Linked DNA regions of Anas platyrhynchos: region 2 is linked to region 1. A link is a contact called in public Hi-C data. All regions are on one chromosome and are shown on one strand. Each heading gives the region's core, a stretch centred on a gene start, on an enhancer-like site or on the middle of the called end of the contact. The rest is flanking DNA. Distances are from core to core; before and after follow the strand shown.

Region 1 (5,455 bases), core at 1,694-4,193:
GACCCTCATCAGTCTCATCCCTGGGGGCTACGCTGGGGTGACTTCTTCCCTCGGCAGACTCTGAACTGAGTGTTTCTGGCCTAACCTGATGACTGAGTCCATCTTGAGCCATGGAGACTGCTTTATGAGCATCCTCACTTCCCCTCCCCAGGGACAGGCCCTGCTCTTCCCAGCAGCCCAGGAGGATGCTGCTTTGGGGATGGGTGATGAAAATCCAAAGATGACAGGAAGCACTGGGGCAGAAGAGACCACCATCTCCAGCCCAGGGCTGCCTGAGCCCTAGTCAAGGGCCCAACAATGAAGACAGGAAGGCACCTTTCACCTCAAGCCATTGAAAGGTAGTTTGCCAGCACCAGGGTGTAGGCTACAGCTGGCTCTGAGCTAAGCTAAGGCAATGGCCCAGTGATGCAGAAGATTACCACAGCTGGACAAAAGCAGGCTGTTGAAGGTCACCCCCTCTGCGTCACTTCTGCCACCCCAAAGAGCAGCCTCCTCCCTTAAGCTTGACTCAGAAACTATTTCTCCCCTTCTCCTGCCATATCAATGCCAATATTTGCCAGGCAGTGAGAACCAAAAGTACTTGCTTTGAGGCATTATTTTACTTGTTCCATAACATTTTTCATCCCATGCAAAGGCATTTCTAGCTAAGAATCATCTGAAATCCACAAGAAAGAACTTAGTTCTACAATGTCAAAACATTTTACTTTATTTTAATAAGATATTTTGGAAAAGCCAACTAATTTATAGGATATTCTGATATCATTGAACCTGTCCTCCATCCCTTCCTCTGTACATCAACAAAAAGGTAAAAGGAGACATGCTAAATTCTAACCAACAAATAGTGCCTAATCCTGAGGCAAGGTCTGCTTTCCTCTGATGAGCACCACACGAAGGGACTGACAACAAACTGAAGGTTGAAGATATTTAAGAGCATGAGAAGACAGCTCCTTAAACCAAGAGCTTCTAGTCCCAGTGAGACAGCATCCCATGCTAGCAACTTTGCCAACTTTGTTTGCAAAGGTACCTGGTAAGGCCCAAAACCTTTGTGGTGCATTTTCTGTCTATCGGAGCAAGGTGACCTGCAAATCAATTTGAGTAGGGTCATCCAGCTCACACCCTTCTAATTCTGCTTCTCAGCCTTCCATCTACATCGGGGTATTAATCAAGCTCAATGCCTCTTACCCATTTCCAAGCACAGGAATCCTGCTTAGAGCCCTGCAGGGAGGCACAACTGAGCTCTGGCGCTCACGGCTGCATGCACAGCCAGGCAGCAGCAGTACAGCCCTAGTGCAAGCTCCCTCACAATCATGTCTCGTGTTTATTAGCCAGACTGTGTCCCGTTCAGAGCTGACTTGCAGGGCACTGCTCTGTGGGAAAGTACTGCAGGCAGGATAAGCCTACTTCTTCTGTCCTATTCAGGGATGGAGAGAAAGACTGAGAGCCACAGCAAAGACCTGAGCACCGTCCCGACATCACCAGGATGTCCATGCCTGTTTTATAGAAAGGTGGGCTTGGCTAAAGTATAGGAAACCTGGCTTCTTCGGGTTATGAGTTACACATCACTGTATCGTAGTTGAAACGACGCTTCTGTTGAGCCTCCTCTGCTACACAGAACAAAGTTGGAGAGGCACGGCGCAAGGAAGCAGCTGGCTGGGAAACCGCGTGCAGAAAAAGCCTTTCTGAAAAGCCCTCTGCCAAGCCTCAAACCCTCCAAAACCAGCACACCAAATCCTTCCTGAGCAGCCCTGCAGCCCTTTGAGATAGCAACGCCGTGATTGAGCACAGGCTTAGCGCTCTCCCCCCTCCTCCCGCCCTCCAGTGCTCGTTCCTGGGCGGCTCTCCAGGCCAGGGGGAGCTCTCCTTGTGCTCACCACGGCTCCCCGCACCCCGCGCCACCCCCGGCCACGCTCCCGTGGTCCCGTGGAGCAGCCCCGGGGGCCGCGGGGCACCTGCGGGCGAGGCAAGGGGGCACCTGCGGGTGCTCCCGGGGCTCCCCCCGCTGAGCCCCGTACCCCCCGGCTCCGGGCCGACCCCCCTCCGCCGCCCACATCCCGGGTGTGCACTCACCCTTCCTCCGCATCCCCGCTTCGCCGGGTCCCGGCGGAGCGCGGCCATGGGGAGCCGCTCCGGGACACCCAGCACCGGCACCGGCACCGGCACCGGTCGCTGCCGCCCCTTTGCCGCCGCTGCGCCCTTTGCCTCCCCCTGGCGGCCTCACCGCGCCCGCTGCACCGGGGATGGGGAACGAGGAGGCAGCGCACCCCCCCGTGGGGGGGAAGACCCTAACCCCCAGGCAGCTCCTGACCCCCCCAGGCAGCCCCTGCCCTCCGCCCGGCGCAGCCCCACGCGCGGGTGGATGGAGCCGTGCGCGCAGCATCTTCCTGCTGGGCTGGAGCGCTGCTGAGAGATGGAAAGCTGTAAAGTGGGGAGAAAGGGGCTGAGGCCGGGAGGAAGAGCTCAGCATCAGCGAAAGGAGTTTAATCGACAGAGAAGGTTTTTTTGGGGGGTTTCAGGTCAGAGACATTACGCTCTTCTCATCAGGGCCACCTGCAAGCTGTGGATGGGACAGGGTGGGCAGGGGAAGCTGCGGGCAGGATAAGTGTGCGGGGACCTGAGCGCTGCTGTGGCCAAGCTGCTGCTGGAGTTGCTCCTTGAGGTGTTTGCATTGGGTTGGGAAGAAGTCACTCGGCCTCTTCTGCCTCCCCCATACGATATGGACAAGGATGTTAAAGGGGTCCTGAAGCCCAGTGCAGAGGACGGTGGGTGGGCAGGATGGGCAGCGAGGATGCAGGACCCAGCTGCCAGGACATTCCCCAGCACAAGTTACCTGGATGCATGCTCCAGAGACCAGACTGTGGCAAGTGGGAGACCCTGCGTGACACAGGCACGGACATTTTACAGGGTGCCGCTGCCGCCCGGGTGCCGGTGGGTGCCGCCGCCGAGCCGCAGCCGTGGGCGCCTGACGCGGTGCGGAGCGGGGCGGTACTGCAGGGGCGGCCGAGGGATGCGCCCAGCCGGGATCGAGCCGAGCCGAGCCGAACCCAGCCCAGCCCAGCCCAGCCCAGCCGTCCTCCTCTTCCTCCCTACTCGGCTCTTGGTGAAAGGGATGCTCCACAACGTCTTTGCCGCCCGCACTCGAAGCAGAGGATCAAACCCCAAAAGAAGGTTCCCCCCCCCACCCCCTTCGTTGAACCTTGAACCCAAGTTAAGCTGGCCTAATTGTCAACCATCCATCTGTCCATCACCTGTTTTGATAATTTCGATGGGGTAATGACTGGTAATGTAAAGCTACAAACTCCTTTAACATCAGGCTGCCCTGGAGAGATGTCCATGGAAATGAAAATTGCCTTACTGTCTGCTCCATGGTGATCCTTCCCTCCTTATGCCCCTTCTTCTTATGTGCCCCTCACCCACATGAGCTTTGTTTTCCTTTCTCTGGGCACCCCTCACACCCACCCTATTGCCCTAAGAAGTGTTCAGCATCTGTCAGGACAGAGCTGCTGGAAACACAGGGCTGCTTGTTTGTAGAAGTCAATCATGTTGAATTGAGTCCCAGTTTGGTTAGCAGTTAGGTTCAAAAGTTTCTCTGAAATTAGTGGGATCATATGAGAGACAAAAGGCACCTGCTTGCAAACTGAAGGTTTCTAGATCAGCATAGGGACAATGCTTACGTTTTTCTTGCTTTGATTGCTGTGAAAAGCAGCTCTCACTCTGCCTTCAGGAACCTTTCGCTAGCCTTGCCACCCGGACTGCCTGGGAGCTGGCTTTTCCAAGCTGCAAACCCAGGTACCCTGTGGGATGCACTATAGACCAGAAGCCATGGCTGCTGTTTAGGAGAAATTCTTCCCTTTCCAGCACCACCATAAATTTATGGCACAAATATGTCATAGGTGAGCCAAGTGTGTCACAGTTGAACCAAGAAGGTCAAGAAGGCCAACAGCATCCTGACTTGTATCAGAAACAGTGTGGCCAGCAGGACTAGGGAGGTGATTTTCTCTCTGTAATTAGTTCTGGTGAGGCTGCACCTCGAGTACTGTGTTCAGTTTTGGGCCACTCACTACAAGGAGGATATTGAGGTGCTGGAGCATGTCCAGAGAAGGGCAACAAGGGTGGTGAAGGGTCTAGAAACCTTCAAGTTTTATGAGGATGGCTGAGGGAAGTGGGATTATTTATTCTGGAGAAAAGGAGGTTTAAGGGAGACCTTGTCACTCTCTACAGCTAGTTCAAAGGAGGTTGTAGTGGGATGGGGGTCAGTCACTTCTCTCAAACAAGTGATAGGACGAGGAAATGGCGTCACACTGCATGAGGGGATGTTTAGGTTGGATATTAGGAAACAAATCTTTACTGAAAGGGTTGTGAGGCATTGGAACAGGCTGCCCAGGGAAGTAGTTGTGTCACCATCCCTGGAGGTATTCAAAAGAGGTGTGTAGATGTGGTGCTTAGGGACATGGTTTAGTGGTAGACAGTACTAGGTTGATGGTTGGACTTGATCTTAGATGTCTTTTCCAACCTAAATGATTCTATGATTCTGATCCTAAGCTTCTTCCAGGCTGAAGGGACCAAAGAGGTACCATTCTGGTTGGACAGGTGGCATGCTTCACCCCCCAGTCTGTGCTGTGTGAACAATGTACCCAGATGCCCTACCACCCCCAGCCTCATTTTAAGAAGCCAGCCATCCCAATACCACCCATTTGGAAAAAGGTGTTTCAAATCTTCTGAGAAGGTTACTTCCTCCTTCCTAGAAATACACAGTGAACCGCTCTTGATGACTCTCAGATGCTGCCAGAGACAGCAGTGTTCTTGGGTTCCCTCCCTCTCTGTCTTGACTCTAAGTATATGGCAAACAGGGCCATTTGCCAATGTTTGTGTCTTGACAAACAGTCTGTCAGCGTTTTAGTGTATGGCTTCAGCTGGGATCAGCTATGCGTTCTCTCCCTATTAAATGGCAGAGCTGTGTGCAAACACCCTGGCATCAAACCATCTGGGACATGCTCGGGGCCAACTGCTGATCTTCCAGGAGCATGTGTCAGGCACCCTCTCACACCAAGGCAAAGGATGACTACAGGGTTGGTGCTCCCATGTCATGGCTTGCACAGGTACCAACCCCTGTCTTGCTCTCAGGGGTCTCTTCTGCCACCAGTTACCTCTCCCACTAGATCCCAGCTCCCTTTTGCTCCTGCAACACCCAGTTTGTCTCAAAAGCCCCACAGCGGACCTGGCACAAGCAAACTGCAGCATGTAATGGCCCTTAATGCAACAGACTACGGACAACAGAGGCCAGTGGAAATAATTTCTGGTTGCTGACAATACTCAGCCCCCCACTCCTACTGAATTAAGAAGCTTTCAGTGACTTCACTGATGGGGCTATAAAGCATTCACCTTCCTCCCTTGCTCGCTGGGAAACTGTGGCCTTCAAGGCTGCAGACAGGGCAGACTCTCTTCTAACATTGCACCC
Region 2 (5,455 bases), core at 1,582-4,081, 250 kb after region 1:
GGCTGGGTTAGACTGAGTAAGGTCCCCAGCATGACTTGGTTCTGCACAAAGAAAGGCAAAAATAAGTGCAAAGCTCATGTAGGGGAAAAGGGTTATTTCTGCGTGATGGGCAAGGGTTACAGAGCACCTTACTTGAAGAGTGCTTTTTTCCCCCAATGAGATGTAGTGGAAGCTGTTGACTTTTTTCCCCTTGAAGCAATATAAAAGGAACTGCCTTCTAATCCTTGCAGCCCAGTGAGGAGGTGAGTCTCTGAATTCATTGGTAAGTTCCATCTTCATGTCCTAAAGGCCAGCTCACCAGCTCTCTGTTCCCAGCAAACTATGGGATCACCCATGGAATTGTCATGGGGTCTGCAAAGCCACCACGTGGACTTGCCATAGGGGGCTTCACGGCCACCACAGGCACCCCCACGGGGGCTGCAGTGCCACCCACGGCTCACAGTGTTGGGTGAGGGGCACTGCCAGGCTGGGCAGAGTACAGAGGTCCCAGGGACCCCTCTTCAGAGCTTCCAGCCCAGGTCCCTCTGAGCAGCGGGCTGAGAGCCTGGCCTGGTCGGTGGTCTCCTCCCAGACAGCTCAGCAGAGTGTTTTTTGCACTGGGTGCAGGAACAGAGCCACATCCCAGCCATCCTCCCTCCAGAGGTGCATCCCTGTGACACCAGCCTTGTCCCAGAACGAACGTGCTCACACTGAAAAGAAACTGGGAGCAGCTGCCAGGCATGAAGCCTCCTGGAGGAAGCCACAAACCAGCACAGCACAGGTTGGAAGACAACATCACATTCGTGGTGAACCAGCCCAAATACCAAGGAACAAAGTGTGTCAGCAGGATGCTGAGTCAAGCGCTGACAGATCACTGTTCGTATGTGCAGGGGATGAGGTGTCCCCTTGACTGCCCCTCACTGAAAAAGAAGCTTTATTCCTCAAGGCTTTGGCCATATATATATATATTTTTTTTTTCAGACAACTCCACAGATGGAGCAGTAACTAGGTTTTGCTTTCATTAATCCATGGACAAAATAAGGTAGAAAAAGGGAAGCTGGCAGGCCTGCAAGTGCATTTGTGCCCATCAGTTTGCACTGCTCCCAGCAGCTTGGGCATCCTTTGCTGTGGAGCTACCACAGGAAAAGCTGAGCAGAAACCACACAAGAGCAACATGCCACATCATTTCCACTCTTGGGAACAAAATCTGGATGGCCACAACTGAGACAAAGCAGTTCTTCGTGCATTTAATCCATGGCAACAGACCTAATTTGCAGAAGGACTACACAACTCCAGCTCCTCTTTGTGCTGAGCTCTTGGGCAATGCTGCTGCAGCTGGGAGAGGTCAGCCAAAAGCCATGTCCACATCCCTGCTGCTCTCTGCCCACTTTTCTCCCTTCAGTGAGCCTCTGTGGGGAGGGGAGCATTCTCCTCGGGTTCTTTTCTTTAACTGCCTCTTTACACACACTTCCTTTGTCCCACCTTGCTCTTTCCCTTCCTCTTACAAACTGTATCGAAAGCACGATCTCAGCTACTTGCATTGATGTGTTCCATTCACGGGGCTATAAAACACTCATAAATCAATACTAATATCATGGTTTAAATACGAATACATATATATTGGAAGTAGAAGACCCTGTCTACTCCTGTTCCCTGAGTGGGGTGAAAAGTAGCCTTTTCTCTGGAAACTCTATCAGCACATGAATCAGCTTCCTGTATTGCCTGTTCGTAGCTATTAGCATCTGAAGAGATTCCGCTTTCTGTAGCACCCAAGCAAGCATCCTGCCTGTGGTTTCCCCAAAGACCGACACCAAACCTCCCATTTTGGCTCCCAAACCAATCAAGTGGAGCCAAATGCCCCAGTCACTGGTGTAGTGGCTGCTGAAGGAGAGCTGAGTCCCTGGAGGCCATGCTGAACCCTGCTGTGCTTTTATTGTTTGGAAACTGCAGGTACACTTGGTAACTTGGCAGAGATGCAGCTGTCAACTAGGTCACTTGGATGCAGTCTCTCCTTTGCTGTTTAAGAGCTTCCCCATTCCTGAAGTCCTCTCACAGGATAGTAGCAGCTGATGATTCATCCCCCTCTTCAGGAAAACAAAACATGAGAGCTGGAAAGGCAGCCAGGCAGAGCAAGAGGCGCTTTTTCCATCCCACAGCAGGTGAGAGGAAGGTACACACCCTGTTCATGTGCTTGCTCCAGGGCAAAGGAGGAGCTGAGGCCATTTTTGCTCCTGAATGTGCTACAGTAAATACATCAGACTGAAGCCAGAGCATATCTCCGTGGCCCTGGGGCCCCAAAACAAGATGTTTTCTTGGGGCCATCTTCCTTTGGAAGGAGATGGCAGTGGCAGCAGTGTGCTTGGGCTGCAGGTGCTGTGTTGCTGGGGCCCTGCTCTGTCTTGACGCAGGGCTTCCAGGGTTACTGGTTTCTGCCAGCAAAACACATCTACTCAGCTGCTGAGAAGGCAAAGCAACACGAGTAACCTTGCTTCAGCAGCTGCAAAGCGGGCAAGGAAATGTGCTGAGACATGAGATGGGAGCTGGGGGGTTTTGTCTGATTGCCTCACCCCGAGCAACCTGCTCTGCTGGGAGCAGAGCCCCACAGAGAAACCACCGTGACTGCTCCAGAGCCACGACAGCCTGCTTCAAAACAATTGCCAGCTCCTAGAAAGTTCAAGGCTTTAATTTTGGGGAGTCATTCTTGTTTCCTCATCAGTGTTGTTCAGGACTCTGGTGCTGGGGTCTGCCAAGCCACTCTCACAGCCCAGTGGTTCCCTTCCCTTCCCTTCCCTTCCCTTCCCTTCCCTTCCCTTCCCTTCCCTTCCCTTCCCTTCCCTTCCCTTCCCTTCCCGCCGCCATCACAGCACATCGGGGCCGCCCCGCCTCAAGATGGCGCCCGGCCGGCTCCGCGCCGCCCCGCCTCAAAATGGCGGCGGTCGGGGCCGGGCTCTCCCACCGCCCTCAGGCGGGGCGGCGCCTGCGGCAGCATGGCGGACGATAAGGTGAGTGGGGCGGCCGGGCAGGCCCGGCACGGCGCCGCGGGCACGGAGCTGCAGCTTGTGTGTTTCCCTAGGACCCGCTGCCCAAGCTGAAGGACCTCGCCTTCCTGAAGGGGCAGCTGGAGAGCCTGCAGCGGCGGGTGGAGGACGAGGTGCACGCCGGTGTGGGGCAGGTAAGGAGGGTTGGGGCCGGACGGCTCTGCCGCCCCGTCCCGTCCCGCAACCTCACTCCTCTCTGTCCCCGCAGAATGGCTCCCTGCTGGCTTCTCCTTTCCTCAAGGGCTTCCTGGCCGGCTACCTCGTAGCGAAACTCCGCTTCTCGGCCGTCCTGGGTTTTGTGGTGGGGACCTGCACGGGTGTCTACGCAGCGCAGAACTACGCCGTGCCCAACGTGGAGAAGACGGTCCGGGACTACCTGAGCTCCCTGAGGAAAGGTGGGGACTAGCCAGGGGAACCCGGCCGGCAGCGGCTGTGTCAGTGGCACTGCTGGGGCAGGAGGCTCCTGTGTCCCTGCGTGCTGCTCCTGCCCCTTGGACGAGGGCTTCGCACCCACCGATCATTGTGAGATGCTCCCCGGTTTGGTTATGGGGTGTCGGTAACCGGTGACGGTGAGGGGCAACCATACCCTCACCCCCAGCAGCTCGGACGTGCCGGCTGCCTGCTCCCTTGTCCTCTCTCCCTGCAGCCCCCAAACCGCTGTCACTGCCCCCATGCCCTTCCACTGAGCGGGTGCCCTGCCCTAGGAGCGAGCTTTGTGTGGTTTCCTGGGGAGACTTCTGCTTCTCCCCTTAACGAGAAACAAAGCCATTCCTTTCCTCTGTATCAGAAATGTAACAGGTAATATCCTGTTTTAATCAGGCTCATTAAATTCATGGTATTCGCTTTCTTCTTGAATGTGCCGGGGTGTGAGTCTATCTGGCCTCTCCCCGCTGGTAGCAGCTCATCCCTGCTGGCTGCCTCCTGGAAATGGGTACGTTTGGTAAAGCCACTGCTGCTCTGCTCAGCCCTGTGCCCAGGGTGTCACAGCGGGGGCTGTGGGGACTGATGCTGCTCTTGTCTGTGGCTGTGTACGGCTCCCACGCTCCCCTCCTGACCCTGTGCAAGGTGGATGGCACAATCCCATTCAGCTCTTCATCCGTCGTGGTTCTCGTCGAGCTGACAAAGCTGGTGCTCTCCCTCTTCTTCCTGCTGACCTGGGACCGGCAGCTGCTGGGAGTTGCTGTGTCCTGGCACCACGTCGTTCCCTTTGCCCTTTCTGCCCTGCTCTATGCTGCAAACAACAATCTGGTGGTTCACATGCAGCTCTTCATGGATCCCAGCACCTACCAGGTCCTGAGTAACTTAAAGATTGTCAGCACTGCGCTCCTCTACAGCCTCTTCCTGCGTCAAAGACTCTGCATGCGCAAGTGGCTGGCACTCTTCCTCCTGATGGCTGCTGGGGTGAGCTACAGCCTTGGAGGCTTGCAGGACCCACAGGACTCTAGCAGCCCCTCCAGGATGCAGCTGCACATCACGCTCGTGGGCTTGTTGCTGATCTCGGTGTACTGCCTGATATCAGGTTTGTCAGCTGTCTACACAGAAGCTATCCTGAAAACCCAGGCTCTGCCTCTCAGCCTTCAGAACCTCTTCCTTTACTTCTTTGGCGTCCTGCTCAACTTGATCGGCCATTTCTGGAGCAGCACAGAGAGAGGTTTCTTGGAGGGCTTTTCCTCCTGGGTGTTGGTGATTGTGGTCAGCCAGGCCTTGAACGGCTTGATCATGTCTGTGGTCATGAAGCACAGCAGTAACATCACCAGGCTCTTTGTGATCTCCTGCTCTATCCTGGTCAATGCCGTACTGTCTGTCATGCTCTTCAACCTGCAGCTCACCCTCCTCTTCTTTGTTGCTGTCTTGTGCATCGGCCTTGCTGTTCACTTGTACTATGGGGTCACATAGCTGTTGCCTTCCTGCCCTGCATGCGCCAGGGCAGCTTTTATTTGTTACTCAGGGGTGTTCATTGCTTGTGCTGGGGCTGGTGTTAGAAGCATGGTGGTGCCTCTTCACCTTCTCATTGTGAGAGGTGCCTGAATGTGTTACTGTTGGCCTAAAGCAAATGCACGTGAGGGCACTGCTCAGCATCTACATGCCCAGGAAGCAGGGATAGTGCCCTGCCTGTGCTCTGCTCCAGCCTGGCCAGGGCTCCATGCCATGAGGCTCCTGCTTGCTCCGGTGGGCCCAGGCTCTAGAGCAAATCCTGAGCCCCTTGGCGTGCAGGACATCACAATCAAGCTGCTTCCCCCATCCTCTGCACACCAAAGCACACACCGAAGCACACGCCCATCCCCTGGGCCAGTAAATGCTGTTGCAGGGTTAGCTCTGGTGTGCTTCTCACGTGCATGCGGCCAGCCCTGCTGCATGATTCCTGCCAGAGGCACCGGCCTTCTGCGGGGAGCAGTTTGCTGCTGCCTGGAGAGCCCCGCACTGTGGCTGGGGGCATT

Evidence for each region. Hi-C and Micro-C count contacts between places; a contact is called where the count stands out from the background.
Region 2: a Hi-C map of subcutaneous adipose tissue shows a contact between it and region 1, with 1.9 times the contacts expected there. The contact joins the promoter of LOC113845171 here to the promoter of PSD2 in region 1. A contact is called at or near these places in 3 of 8 Hi-C or Micro-C datasets (liver, skeletal muscle and subcutaneous adipose tissue).

What each region holds. Positions count from the first base shown.
Region 1 is chr14:12,017,123-12,022,577 of IASCAAS_PekinDuck_T2T, forward strand. PSD2 (pleckstrin and Sec7 domain containing 2) reads right to left here and starts at 2,944. Exons shown (of 15, transcript XM_072023363.1): 1 at 2,828-2,944.
Region 2 is chr14:12,268,439-12,273,893 of IASCAAS_PekinDuck_T2T, forward strand. LOC113845171 (SLC35A4 upstream open reading frame protein) reads left to right here and starts at 2,832. Exons shown (of 3, transcript XM_027468547.3): 1 at 2,832-2,981; 2 at 3,053-3,151; 3 at 3,226-5,455. The coding sequence starts at 2,967. The coding sequence ends at 3,423. The region is part of intron 2 of NDUFA2 (NADH:ubiquinone oxidoreductase subunit A2); the gene reads right to left. SLC35A4 (solute carrier family 35 member A4) reads left to right here and starts at 3,945. Exons shown (of 1, transcript XM_005009969.5): 1 at 3,945-5,455. The coding sequence starts at 3,945. The coding sequence ends at 4,913.